Linked DNA regions of Ovis aries: region 1 is linked to region 2. Evidence: chromatin contacts called from public Hi-C data. All regions are on one chromosome and are shown on one strand. Each heading gives the region's core, a stretch centred on a gene start, on an enhancer-like site or on the middle of the called end of the contact. The rest is flanking DNA. Distances are from core to core; before and after follow the strand shown. Region 1 holds the start of PLXNA4 (plexin A4). Region 2 overlaps PLXNA4 (plexin A4).

Region 1 (6,667 bases), core at 3,803-6,302, 290 kb before region 2:
GCGGGCAGAGGCGATGCCGAGATGTCCTTCCATCATGTGGCTGTGGCAGTGGACGTCCATGACGAGGCCTGCAGAGGATAACGTGATCAGACTTGTTCCTCAGCATAACCATTCTTGGGGGTCTCTGACATATGAGAGGAATCAGGGAGGGGCTTGTCAGTGGAGGCCAAGTCTGCATGAGCAGGAAAAAGCTGGGAGATGAGATTCAGATGTCACTATGAGGTTCCTCGCTAGCACCCACAGGCTGAAGAAGCCTGAGGCGATTTGGCTCTACTAAGGATACCCAGTCACCAGAGTGTCAGTCGCTCAGTCGTGTCCAGCTCTTTGCAACCCCAGGGACTGTAGCCTGCCAGGCTCCTCTGTCCATGGCATTCTCTAGGCAAGAATACCAGAGTTGGTAGCCATTCCCTTCTCCAGGGGATCTTCCCGACCCAGGAATCAAACCTGGGTCTCCTAAATTGCAGGCAGATTCTTTACCATCTGAGCTACAGGGAAGCACCCACTCCCTCTGTCACCAAGGTCAAGTACAATTGGGAACTGTGGTGCCACAAGGGTGTTCCTGCCCCACCTTCCTCAAAGGGAAGTCATTTCTCTGTCCGGTTTTACAGCGTGATGGTCTGGAGTCTTGGAAATGGAACCCTTAGGTTAGAGGCCGACTTGACCTCTTGTTTCTTGTTTAGTCACTAAGCAATGTACGACTTTTTTGTGACGCCATGGATGGTGCCCACCAGGCTTCTCTGTCCACGGGATTCTCCAGGCAAGAATACTGGAGTGGGTTGCCATTTCCTTCTTCAGGGGATCTTCCAGACCCAGGACCCAGGGATAGAACCTGCATCTCCTGCATTGGCAGGTGGATTCTTTACCACTGAGCCACCAGGGAAGCCCAACTTAACCCCTTAGGAGACAGGAAAAAAATGTTTGTTTCCACAGACTGAGAATCTTGAGAGCAGTTGTGGACACCTCGAAACGGCAGCTTTCAGGAGGATGCAGACTGAAGCTGGCAGGAGTGTGGTGGGCACCTGGTGACACAGTTGGAAATCAGGGGTCAGCTGGGGAGTTGGGGTCCTTCTCTCCGTCTGGAACCCTGACCCCCTGTATCCAGCGCAGTGTCGCCTCTTTCCTCCCAGTCTCTGCTGCGTTGGGATAATGTTGATATTTCTACTCGCCTGCAGGTGGCGCCACAATGTAGGTTTTTAAGCTGCGGACTCGGCTGGTTTTTTTTTTTTTTTCCCCCTACATCCAGCGCCGGGTGCAGTTTCAAACCCAGCCATGGGGCCAGTTATGGGGGGAAATTTTTCTCTATAGCACCACCAGGCTCTGGTGATTTATTTAACGAGAAAATCTGGCTTTTATCAACTTAAATAGCGGTTCTGTTCCTAGACTAATAAAACAGTGGTGGCTAAGTGAAGGAAAACTCAAGGATTTCTTCTCCCCTCTCCTGTTAAATCTGGCCTTTTATTCAGCCTGAGGGATGAACCACTACTCTACTTCTCAACTGTCTCTAGAAACCACCACCAAATCGCCACCAAAATAGTCTCCTTAGAAAACAGGACTTTAGGAAGCGGTGTGCCGTTTAGTTTCTCCCTCTTGTGGCCGTAAACCAGGCAATGACCTCTGCAGTGTACCCACTAGCGCAGGCAGAAAGTGGGTGACTTGCAGACCCACTGTCAGCAGGAGAAAGCTCCGGTCTCTCTAGGGCCCTCCCCAGCAGGCAGGGGCGGGGGGGATGTGCAGGAGCTAAGAGGATCTGTACGTCCTGCGGAAACCCACTTTGAACCAGTGTAGACGCTGTGTTTCCCAGTGACGGAGAATGGTCAAAATGACGGAGATCCTTCTGGCCCTCCCTGTAGGGTGCTATTTTTAAAAAGGTCCTCTGAAAAGCATTGCTAATCCCTTAGTTGTATATCACGCTTACCTTAGAGTCTCCAAGCACGTGGACAGCATCTTCCAAATGTCACTGCCTCCAAGGGGTAAATGGGGCAGGTGAGAAGACAGAGTGTCGCTGAAAAGGTCTGATCCACCCCAAATTATAGAACGGGCAGGTGGCAGAGTCAGGACTAGGACCCAGGTCTTTTAACATCCGGTCTACAGCACAGCTCATCCCAACCCATCGCTCTCTCCAGTGCAGAGAGTAAACACAAGTGGCTATCATAATTAAAACAAAACAAAACAAAAAAACAGGTAGGTCCAGCACTGTTGCTAATTTGACCTTTCATGTTCTTCCTTGCAAGGACCTTATAACCACCCCTCAGCACACCTTTCACCTGGTTGTTAAGTGGAAGGTTAAATGGAAGGGAAAAGAAGGAAAATGGCCCTGTTGACTACAGGACAATTGGCTGGTGGGACCCCTCACCTGCCCACTGTTGGGCCAGCTCTTTGCCTCACTCTTTCTCTGTCATTTGGCTCTGTTATTGCTCTTCAGGCACCACATGGCATTCATTTCTTTGAATGAAAATAAATGACGCCACACACTAGGCAGGAGATAAAGAATAATAAATACATTTTATTTGCTACTGCTAAAAAAAAGAGGTCTTTGACTTCCCATCCATCCATCAGAAAATGGACCTGGGGCGTACCAGCAATATTCACACACACACACACACACACACACACACACACTCCCCTCCCTCCCCTCGAGATGCATGTGCACACACAAGCTACAAGAGAAAAAATCAAGTTGTATTAAAAATACATGCTAGATGGCTGAGACTGGAAGCAGAGATGTTTTTCTCACTCCCACCCCCCCCACCTTCGGCATTTTTATGGCGTACCCTGAAAGCTGAGTGGTAAACACATTTGAAAGGGTTCCCCCTCCCTCCTGCTTTTATGGAACCATATTCCATAAGTAACCCATTAGGGTTTTCTGTGGGGCTGTCACCTCTGGGAGAGGACTGTGATGGTTTCATGCAGCAATTTTAGAGAAGATATCTTGAAGTTGGGCCCAGACCAGGGTGAGGACAGCCTGACAGGAAGGCGCCTGAGCGTGCATGCCTCCTGAAATTTTGCCTCTGGGGCGCCTGGCTTGTCTCTCCCTAGTCTGGGTCCCGCCTGGAGAAACATTTGGTCCTGGGCTTCCTCAAATCCTGATGGAGGTCCAAGAAGCAGCAAGACTGACTTATTTTGTTCTGTTTCTCTGGACTTCCGAAACTAACCTGATAGTGTGTGCTTTATCTAGAGTCTGGGATCCAGGGTTTCTGAGAAGAGAAGAGACAGATCCATGTATTAACGCAAGCTAATAAGATAAATCCTTGCTGCTCTCTGGGCCTTGCGATGCTCGGTGGAGGACCAGAGGCCCCCAGGGCTCCACTGTGTCTCCTGGAATACCCTCTCACCAAACAACCCCATGTCTGGTTTCCTTCTCACTGGGGCTTGGCGCTCTCCTGCTCATCCGGGCAGCCACCTCTCCACGGCAAAGCTTCAGCAAGGCCTGTCTGGGTGGGTCCGGCCTGACCTGAGGGCACTGTCACCTTGGGGCTTGTATAGCCCCCCAGTGCCCAGCTGGTTTCAGTCTCCCTGGTTTGAAACCCTGATCTATGTGGAAGCAGAACTCCTACAGGAAGGTATAGAAATGTATGCTGTTGTCAATCATTTCCACCCAGTAGGAAGATTCCCTGAAGATGTTTCGATGGGAGGACAGTAATGGACAGGAAGTTGCTTGCTGGCTGTGGGGGCAGAAAAGGAAAGTTGAAAACCAGACAGGAGAGAGGAAGCCAGAAACCATGGGCTCCTTTTGAGGGTCATCTTTGATGGCTGCCCATGAGAGGAGGTCCCTGGAGGGCAGAATTGATGGTGCCACTTTGGTGCGGTGGGTGGAGGTTGTAGCCGGGATGAGGGAGGGACACGCGGATGTCTCGGGCTAAATTAAGTGTGGAAATTGCAGTTTCTTTTGCTGGATGGGGCACAGTCCTGAGAGGATGCAGACAGAGGTTTCAGGGATAGAGCTGCTCACTTCCATATTTGCTCCCTGCCCCATGGATCTCTGAACCTGAGCAACGTCTTGATTGTTTTCTTTGGACTTCAGAAACCACCCTGATGTTGGTATTGTCTGTTTTTGCTCTGGTCTAGGATCTAGGGTTTTCAAGAAGAGAGGAGCCAGGTTGGCCTCAAAAGGAACAGGACTAGAGAAGTCAGGTTAGCAAGGGAAAAAAGGGCCACTGACCACCCACATTCTCTGAAACAAGCCTCGCATCCTCAGGTTCCCCGCTGGGTGTTGGGGCGGGGCTCTGATTCGGCGCACGGGTGCCTGTGTCGGTGTGTTGGCTCTGAGCACATGGGGGTCCCTCCGACCGTTGGCGCCCATACCCGGACCTGCCGGAGGCGGCTGTGTGCCCCATCTCGCGGGCGCGCCCGGCTCCCGTGCCACCAAGTACGCGCCCCTCCGCCCCACCTCGCCGCCGGCGGGATCTCCTGGTGCGGGCCGAGGGCACCAGGCGGGTCTCCTTCAACGTGGGAGCGGAGAGCGCGGACGAGGCGGCGGCGCGGGCGCTGGGTGCGGGGAGGCACCCCCTGCCCCCTCTGCCGGCCGCTCTCGGGCGGTCTAGCTGTCAGCCGAGCTCCGAGCCAGCCAGCGCGAGCCAGGGAGGGAGCGGCGGCGGGCGGCGGGGAGGGGCGGGGGCACGGCGAGGGAGGGAGGCAGGGAAGCGGGGAGGGCGGGAGGGAGGAGAGGAGGACCCAGAGAGCGCCAGGCAGCTGGAGTTTTTGCAGCGCTTGGCCGGGCTTCAATGCACAGCAGCAGCGAGCCGCGGCGGCAGCAGGCAGCCCGGGAGCTCCGGCGGCGGCCGAGCCAGCGGCGGCCCCGCTCCCTGCCCCCTGCAAACTTTGCGAGCAGCCCGCCCGGGGGGCCGGGGGCGCGCCCGGGAGGCCCGGCTCGGCCCGCGGCCGCGCTCTCCGCCGCCGCAGCGCCAGCGGCCGGCGCCGCCGCCCCGCGCCTCCCCGGGGAGCAGCCGGCGGCTCCCGCGGTCCCCCAGCCCCGGCCCCTCGGCCCGGCCCGGCCCGGCCCCCGGCGGGGGCGGGGGCGGGGGCAGCCGCGGCGCGGCCGACCGCGGGTGGCCGGGGGGTGGCCGCCGCTGCCCAGGGAGGCGCGCAGAGGCGCGGACAGCGCTCCCCGGCGGGTCCCCGGCGCTCTCGCCGCGCCCGGGCAGCGGCCCGACCGGGCGAGCATGGGCGGTGCGGAGTGACGCCGCCGTGCCCGCTTGGCATCAAGGACATTCAGCCCGCGGGGGTGGGGACGAAGGGGGGCGGCCCCGCGTCGCCACCGCAGCCCCCGAGAGCTGCCACCGCTGCTGCTCGGGCTTCGGGGCTCGGGATCTCGGGGAAAAGGGGTGCTTGGAAGCTAGCCGCATTTCCCGACCTTTCTGTTGGACATTCCGCCCACCCTGGACGCCGCCGGAGGAGCTGTCAAGTCCCGCAGGCTCTGATTTCGCCCTCCGCTTCCCTGGTCTCCCCCCCTGGGTTCCCCGCGCCTCGGTGGAGTATTCGCGTTGGTTCGGGGCTGGGCTGGAGGAGGCAGCCACACGCGCGCACACGCACACGTTCAGAGGAGGGCGAGAGGCAGCGGCCCCAGCACCATCTGCAGTGTCAATGCGGCGCTCCAGCTGAAGCAGGCAAAGCGGCGCTTGCAGGTAAGGAGCCGGGCGGGCGAGGACAGCGCGGGCGGAGATACCCGCGCGGTCCGGAGTCCTGGGCTGCCCCGGAGCCAGCCCCCTGCACGCACGCACACACACACACACGCGCGCGCACACACACACGTACACATAGGCACACGCCGCGCATTCGCACCTGTCCACGTCCCACCTGGACACCCACGTAGCTGCGGCGCGGCCGGAGCAGGTATTTCCCGTGTTCTTTCTCCTCTGACGCTCTGGGACTCAGACTTCGCCAACCGGGACTTTCGGTGGGATTCTGTGCCTTCTTGCCTCTCCCTCCCGGCTGGCCAGGTTGAGGCAGCGATCCACCCCCCCCCCCCCCCCACCTAGTTCCCAGCCACTGGCATCCCTAGCTGGTTAAAAAAAAAAAAAAAAAAAAACAGAGAAGTCATGGTCTTGGGAGACCCGCCCCTGGTAATCTCTGCTCCGTGGCCTTGGCGCACCGGGGGGTTTTAACGCTGGGACGGACCGACAGATATTCAGACAGATCTTTGGAGAGAGGGGTGGCCCCGCGCACGGGGAGGAGGCCACAGAGGCGGATGGGGCTGCAGTTCTGTAGGGCGGTGCGTATGGAACAGGCACTGCGTTTCCCCAGTAAGAGGCAGCACAACCGCCTTTCTGAAGCGAGGCAACGCTTGCTTTCCCGGGAATGCGCCGGGGTTTCAGGCAGGAAGGGGCTTAAGCATCGCTTTGGGTGTGTGGCTGGTCTAGAGAGACTGTATGGGGCCGGATCCTCCGTAGAAGGTCTAACCTACTAGTATCTCCAGTCAGTGGGCAACAGCAATCCTACACGCGCCGGGGGCTCCCTAGCCTTTCCGCTGCACTGTGCCCGGGGAAACATGAGGATTGCTTTCCCCTGCCTGCGCCTAACACCTGCCACATGCCTTTCGAGCTGTGTGTCTGAGAAATAGAATTAGAAGGGAGATGGAAGAGGGCGCACTGCAGGAAGGGAGGAGGGTCCCCCCACCACCACCTTCATGACCACCTCAACAGTGCCCACCCTACAAAGAGGCCAGGCATTC
Region 2 (6,751 bases), core at 606-3,105:
TGAAGTTCTTTGGATGTAATTGGAAGTTTGCAGACCCGAGTCGTGTTGGATGAGGTTGGGCCCTAAATGCAATGCCTAGTGTCTTTATAAGGGAAAGGAGTGGGAGGTTTGGATGCAGAGACAGAGACACAGGGAAGGGTGCCATGTGAAGTCAGAGGCAGAGATTGGACTCATGCTGCCATAGCCGAGGAATGCCAAGCTTTGCCAGGAACCACCAGACGTTAGGATGAACCAGAGAAGGATTCTTCGCTAGCGCCTTCAGGGAGAGCATGGCCCCGCCAAGACATGGATCTCAGACTTCTAACCTCCAGAACTATGAAAGCATAAGTTTGTCACTTTCAGTGACCCAGTGTGTGGTCGTTTGTTATGGCAGCCCTAGCAAACCAGCCCCTGGGGTCTGCAGAGTTTGAGGGTACTGTTTGCTTTAGGAGCACTAGCATGACTACTTTGGTGGGGTGGGGTAGGGTGGAGTGGGGTCTTATGTCTGCTGACTCTGGGGAGATGCCCTGTTCCCCAAGCACATCCATGAGTCAGCTTCAGGTTGCTAGACCAGGAGCCCTGCTCGGAGGACACCAAGGGGGTGGAACCTCCTGCCAGAGCAATCCAGTTGGGTGGCTGGGGCAGCTGGGGGGACGGAGAAGGGAAGAGGGATGGAGAGTGACCTCTGTTCTACAAATTCCAGCCAAGCCCCTGACGGTCAGGGCTGGGGATGGTGCTAGGGCTTTCAGGACACTAGACACAAATGAAAGAAAGGCTGGGATGAGAGCTAGGCAGTCTGAGAAAACCGTCCTAAGGAGCCAGAAGTCCAGAGATCTTAGAGCACCGGGAAAGGAGCCTAAGGAAAAAGAAGGTGGTCTCTTATGGATGTGGAACTTAAACTTCATGGTGGAGAAAGGCAGTGGCAATATATTTGATATATTAATATGGGCTTCCCAGGTGGCGCTAGTGGTAAGAACCCACCTGCCAATGCAGGAGGAAATAGAGATGCAGGTTCCATCTGTGGGTTGGGAAGATCCCCTGGAGGAGGACATGGCAACCCACTCTGGTATTCTTGCCTGGAGAACCCTGTAGATAGAGAGGCCTAGTGGGCTAGGGTCCACAGTCAGACATAACTGACTTAGTATGCATGTACATATTTAATATATTTGAAGAATAAGAAACAGGTGGAGAGAGTGAAAAATTACATGAGGCTTAGGAACAGATCTTGAAGCCCTCATCATGATACCTGGGGGTGTCCTAGTTTGGGGCTCGCTGGTCACTCTGTGGACATCACCATGGGCGCTTACTCGAAGTGCAGGTTCCTGGGCTCCACTTCAGTTGAGCTGAGTGAGAATCCAAGAACACAGGGCAGGCTGCATTTTCACAGACTCCCACAAATTCTGAAAAGCATCCCTGCAGATGCTTTGTACATGTTAATAGGCTCTCCCATATGAGATAAAATTAGGGGCTCAGCAGGTAAAGAATCTGCCTGCAATACAAGAGAGAGTTCAGTCCCTGGGTGGGGAAGATCCTCTGGAGGAGGAAATGTCAACCTGCTCCAGTATTCTTGCCTGGAGAATGGGCAGAGGCATCTGGCAGATTCAGTCCATGGGGTCGCAATAGTCGGACACGCCTGAGCACAGGAGCACACAAAACAAGGCAAGTATGGAGGGATGGAAGCAAGGAGGGGAAGGGGTTTTGGAAGCGTTGTTAGCTCGCTGTCCTTCAAATCATCTTGCCCAGGACCCCTGTGTAGGCCCCCCGGGGGGGCCGGTTACACACCTTCCCCCTACGGTTGGACCATTTCTGACCAGTGCTGCGGGGCCGACGCCACCGGACTGGAATCAGCGGCCTGTTGCAGCTCTGCCACCTACTGGCTGTATGAGGAGGTGCAGAACGCAATGCTGGGTTCAGCCTGGTTAAAGACCAGCTTCAGAAAACAGACACAGCGCGCACACAGGCACACACACATGCACACACACACATCTGCACACAGGCACCCCCAAACCAGCGCCCCTCCGGCCCCCGGTGGCCCTCAGCAGCAGCTGTCGGTTCACCTGTTGTCATGAGTACAGATGTGTTCAATTTCTCTGCTCAGGGATGGATGAGATTGGAGGGGGAGAAGGGACAAAAAGGAAAGAAAGTGCATGATGGTAACCAGGGGTCCTGAAAAGACTTCCTCCTCCTCCTCCTTTCCTGTTTTCCAGAACACAGAAGGTAAAAATGTCAGTGAGAGCTATGGACATGAAGTCTGCAGGGGTAGAGAAAGGAGAGGCTCCCGGGAAGGGCAGGACAAGGCAGAGAGGGAGGGTGTGAGTCCGGAGTGGTGAGCACGGACCAGCCAGGCCTCAGACGGGCACCCCTGGGATCCAGAGCAAGTGAGCACAGGCTGACAACTCCTCCACCCCCGAGGCTCTGGCTGCTGGCCAGTATCAAGGTCTTTTCTGCCTCAGTGTCCTCTTTTGTGGCTTGAATAACTGTATCTCCTGCCTTCAGAGGGGGCTTCCCAGTTGGCTCAGTGGTAAAGAATCCTCCAGCAATGCAGGAGACATGGGTTCAATCCCCAGGTCAGGAAAATCCCCTGGGGAAGGAAATGGCAACCCACTCCAGTGTTCTTGCCTGGAGAATCCCATGGACAGAGGAGCCTGGTGGGCTACAGTCCATGGGGTCACAAGAGTCGGACATGACTTAGCGAATAAATCACCACCACACAACCTGCCTTCAGAACCCAGCCAGAGCCTGACCTTCTCCAGGCTCAGAAGAGCAGGAAAGTGGGTGGCTGTCCCCTCTCTGACTAGGAGGGCTCTAGAACCCCCAGAGTCACTCTGAGGAGGGCTGACCTCTGCCCACCTGCCTACCTGTTCGGCCACCTGCGTGCCCACTTTTCTCTGGGGATGAACTTCTGACCTTGCCTTGGCTTGGGGCTGTGACCTTACATCAAAACCACCCTGAGTTTCGTGGACCAGGTTACTTCAGGTCTTCAGGGGAAACAGATCACCAGACTCCAGCCGTTGCCAGGAGCTGCGGAGCCCTGCTTCTCCAGAATGAGAATGCTCTCGGGCTGCACTCTCCACCCCGCCCGCCTTCTCTCGGCCTCGCTCTCTCTGGTCCTCACCCCTGTCCTTGGCTCCCTTCCCTGCCCCTGCTGAAGCTGCCTGGATGCCTGCAAGCTCAGCCGGCTGGGGACAGAACCGGCTGGGAGCCTGTGGAGCCGGAGTCCAGGCAGGGAGGGCTGACCTTGGCTTGTGGTGCCCAGGTCGCTCCTCCTGAGCATGCACCTTGGACCCTGAAAATTGTGAAACCGCTGTGGTGGGAGTTTGCTCATGGATCACTGGTTAAGACTTTGCCTTCCAATGCAGGGGGTGTGGGTTCGATCCCTGGTCAGGGAGCTAGGATCCCACATGCCTCGCAGCCACAAACCAAAACATGGAATGGAAACAATGCTATGGCAAATTCTATAAAGACCTTTTAAATGGTCTGCATCAAAAAAAAAAAAAAAAAAAAACCTTAAAAAAAAGAAACCACTCTGACTTGGCAAGGGCCAACAAAACGCCAGCACTTACCATGGAGTGTGAGCCCCAGGGCAAACTTTGTTATACTGAGTCACAGACCAGTAAGTCCAGTCTAGTCCAACAAAATGCAGCACAGTACAGCACCACACTACCCAACCCAACAAGCACAGTTCAACCAATTCACTCCAACACAGCACAACACAGCAACCCAACCCAGTACAGTACAGCTCAGCACGACACAAGCAACACAACACAACACAACCCAACCCAACCCAACACAACCCAATCCAATACAGTACAGCACAGCACAACACAGACAATGCAACCCAAAACAACACAAGCCAGCACAACCCAACCCAATCCAACCCAACAAGCACAGTTCAGCCAATTCACTCCAACACAGCACAACACAGCAACCCAACCCAATCCAACAAGCACAGTTCAACCAATTCACTCCAACACAGCACAACACAGCAACCCAACCCAGTACAGTACAGCTCAGCACAGACAATGCAACCCAAAACAGCACAAGCAGCACAACCCAACCCAATCCAACAAGCACAGTTCAACCAATTCACTCCAACACAGCACAACACAGCAACCCAACCCAGTACAGTACAGCTCAGCACAGCGCAGACAATGCAACCCAAAACAGCACAAGCAGCACAACCCAACCCAACCCAACAAGCACAGTTCAACCAATTCACTCCAACACAGCACAACACAGCAACCCAACCCAGTACAGTACAGCTCAGCACAGCACAGACAATGCAACCCAAAACAGCACAAGCAGCACAACCCAACCCAATCCAACAAGCACAGTTCAGCCAATTCACTCCAACATAGCACAACACAAGCAACCCAACCCAATACAATACAGCATGACACAACACAAGCAACACAACACAACCCAACACAACACAACACAACACAACACTACTCAATCCAACAAGCACAGTTCAACCAATTCACTCCAACATAGCACAACACAAGCAACCCAACCCAATACAATATAGCACAGCACAGCACAACCCAACCCAATCCAACAAGCGCAGTTCAGCCAATTCACTCCAACACAGCACAACACAAGCAACCCAACCCAATACAGTACAGCACAGCACAACACAAGCAACACAACACAACACAACCCAGTGCAACACAACCCAACACAACCCAACCCAATACAGTACAGCACAGCACAGCACAAACAATGCAACCCAAAACAACACAAGCCAGCACAACCCAACCCAATCCAACAAGCACAGTTCAACCAATTCACTCCAACATAGCACAACACAGCAACCCAACCCAATACAGTACAGCTCAGCACGACACAAGCAACACAACACAACACAACACAACCCAGTGCAACACAACCCAACACAACCCAACACAACCCAATCCAATACAGTACAGCACAACACAACACAAACAATGCAACCCAAAACAATACAATACAGCACAACACAACACAAGCAACACAACCCAATACAATACAGCACAGCACAACACAAACAATGCAACCCAAAACAACACAAGCCAGCGCAACCCAACCCAATCCAACAAGCACAATTCAACCAATTCACTCCAAGATAGCACAACACAAGCAACCCAACCCAACATAACCCAACCCAGTGCAACACAATCCAATCCAATCCAACAGGCGTGACAAAACTAACTCAGTCCAACATAACACAGCACAATGTAACCCAACCCAATACAGTACAGCACAACACAACACAAGCAATGCAACCCAACCCAACCCAACCCAACCCAGTGCAACACAACACAACCCAACACAACCCAACCCAGTGCAACACAACACAATCCAATCCAACAGGCGTGACAAAACCAAATCAGTCCAACATAGCACAACACAATACAAGCAATGCAATCCAATATAACCATTCTAACACAACCCAACCCAACACAACCCAACCCAGCCCAACACAACCCAACCCAACACATCACAACACAACCCAGTGCAACACAACACAATCCAACCCAACACAACCCAACCCAACACAACCCCACCCAACACAATCCAATCCAACCCAACCCAACCCAACCCAATGCAACACAACAGAATCCAATCCAACAGGCATGACAAAACCAACTCAGTCCAACACAACCCAACCCAATCCAACAAGCACAATTCAACCAATCACTCCAACATAGCACAACACAAGCAACCCAACCCAATACAATACCACACAACACAGCACAAGGAACCCAACCCAACACAACCCAGTGCAACACAACACAATCCAGTCCAACAGGCATGACAAAACCAACTCAGTCCAACACAACACAATGCAATACAAGCAATGCAATGCGACATAACCATTCTAACACAACAAAACACAATATAACCCAACCCAACACAACCCAACCCAGTACAACACAATATAACACAGCACAATAAAATTAAATAGCTAAGGCAAAAGGCAGTTTCATAGCACCCTATTTACTCATCTCACTCAGCATTGATGGAACTGGGGAGGTAGGGGGCTAAGCAGTGGATTTTCCTGGTCACAACTCCGTCCCTTACTTACAGGACTGTTAAAAGGAAGTGAACATCAAGGCCACTTGGTGAGGGCAGCAGGCTCAGGAGTGAAGAGACCTGACGGAATTAGAGTGGTGATGTGTACCCTGATGGGTACCATGGAGCACCTGTCTATTCATTCCTCCTAGGCTGGAGGGCTGGGGCCTGAGTACACTTTGCCAGCCTGGCTCACTACACTGGTGCGGGATGCACTGAAATAATGGTCACAGAATCCCTCTGCAACGTTTGAACATGAAACTATTGTTAGTTGAATAACTGCTTATGGACAAGTGAAACCTGTTTTTAAAATCGTAGCCTGGAGGCCTGGGAAAGTCAGGGTCTCTGTCTCGTCAGGAAAGTGCTACAGTGCTGTGACTGAGTCTCACTTTTCGTGAGTCTAGATGGGCTGATTCCATTTATATTAAGAATATCAGTGTTTTCCAAAACTCCAGTTAGACAGCTTGGTGCAGAGAAATGCGTTATTCCCTTAACTTGAAGACCTGGCCACAAAGAGAACTGGGAGGATGTGGCTGATTCAATACAATCCACTCCCAGCACAAAGTCCGCAGCCTTGTGGCAGTGGGGAAAGATTCCATATTTAGTTGTTTTAGACAATAAGCAGATTCTCAGCCTTGCCAAAGGAACGAAAGTGTGCCTCTTCCAGGAAGGGTCTCCAAGCTGGGAAAGTGGAGGAAGGATTACTGTCTTCATTTCA

Evidence for each region. Hi-C and Micro-C count contacts between places; a contact is called where the count stands out from the background.
Region 1: a Hi-C map of hypothalamus shows a contact between it and region 2, with 8 times the contacts expected there. The contact joins the promoter of PLXNA4 here to the enhancer-like site in region 2. A contact is called at or near these places in 10 of 16 Hi-C or Micro-C datasets (hypothalamus, liver, mesenteric adipose tissue and 5 more).

What each region holds. Positions count from the first base shown.
Region 1 is chr4:97,945,238-97,951,904 of ARS-UI_Ramb_v3.0, reverse strand. PLXNA4 (plexin A4) reads left to right here and starts at 5,052. Exons shown (of 33, transcript XM_042248843.2): 1 at 5,052-5,621.
Region 2 is chr4:97,649,020-97,655,770 of ARS-UI_Ramb_v3.0, reverse strand. All of the region lies in intron 4 of PLXNA4 (plexin A4), which reads left to right. Among named protein-coding and RNA genes, the nearest start is that of TRNAG-CCC, 16 kb to the right of the region's middle. Within about 2 kb of position 1,855, at least 6 of the 54 cell types and tissues checked have an H3K27ac peak or open chromatin away from gene starts, as enhancers often do. A contact at or near this core is called in hypothalamus and liver, where this site is marked.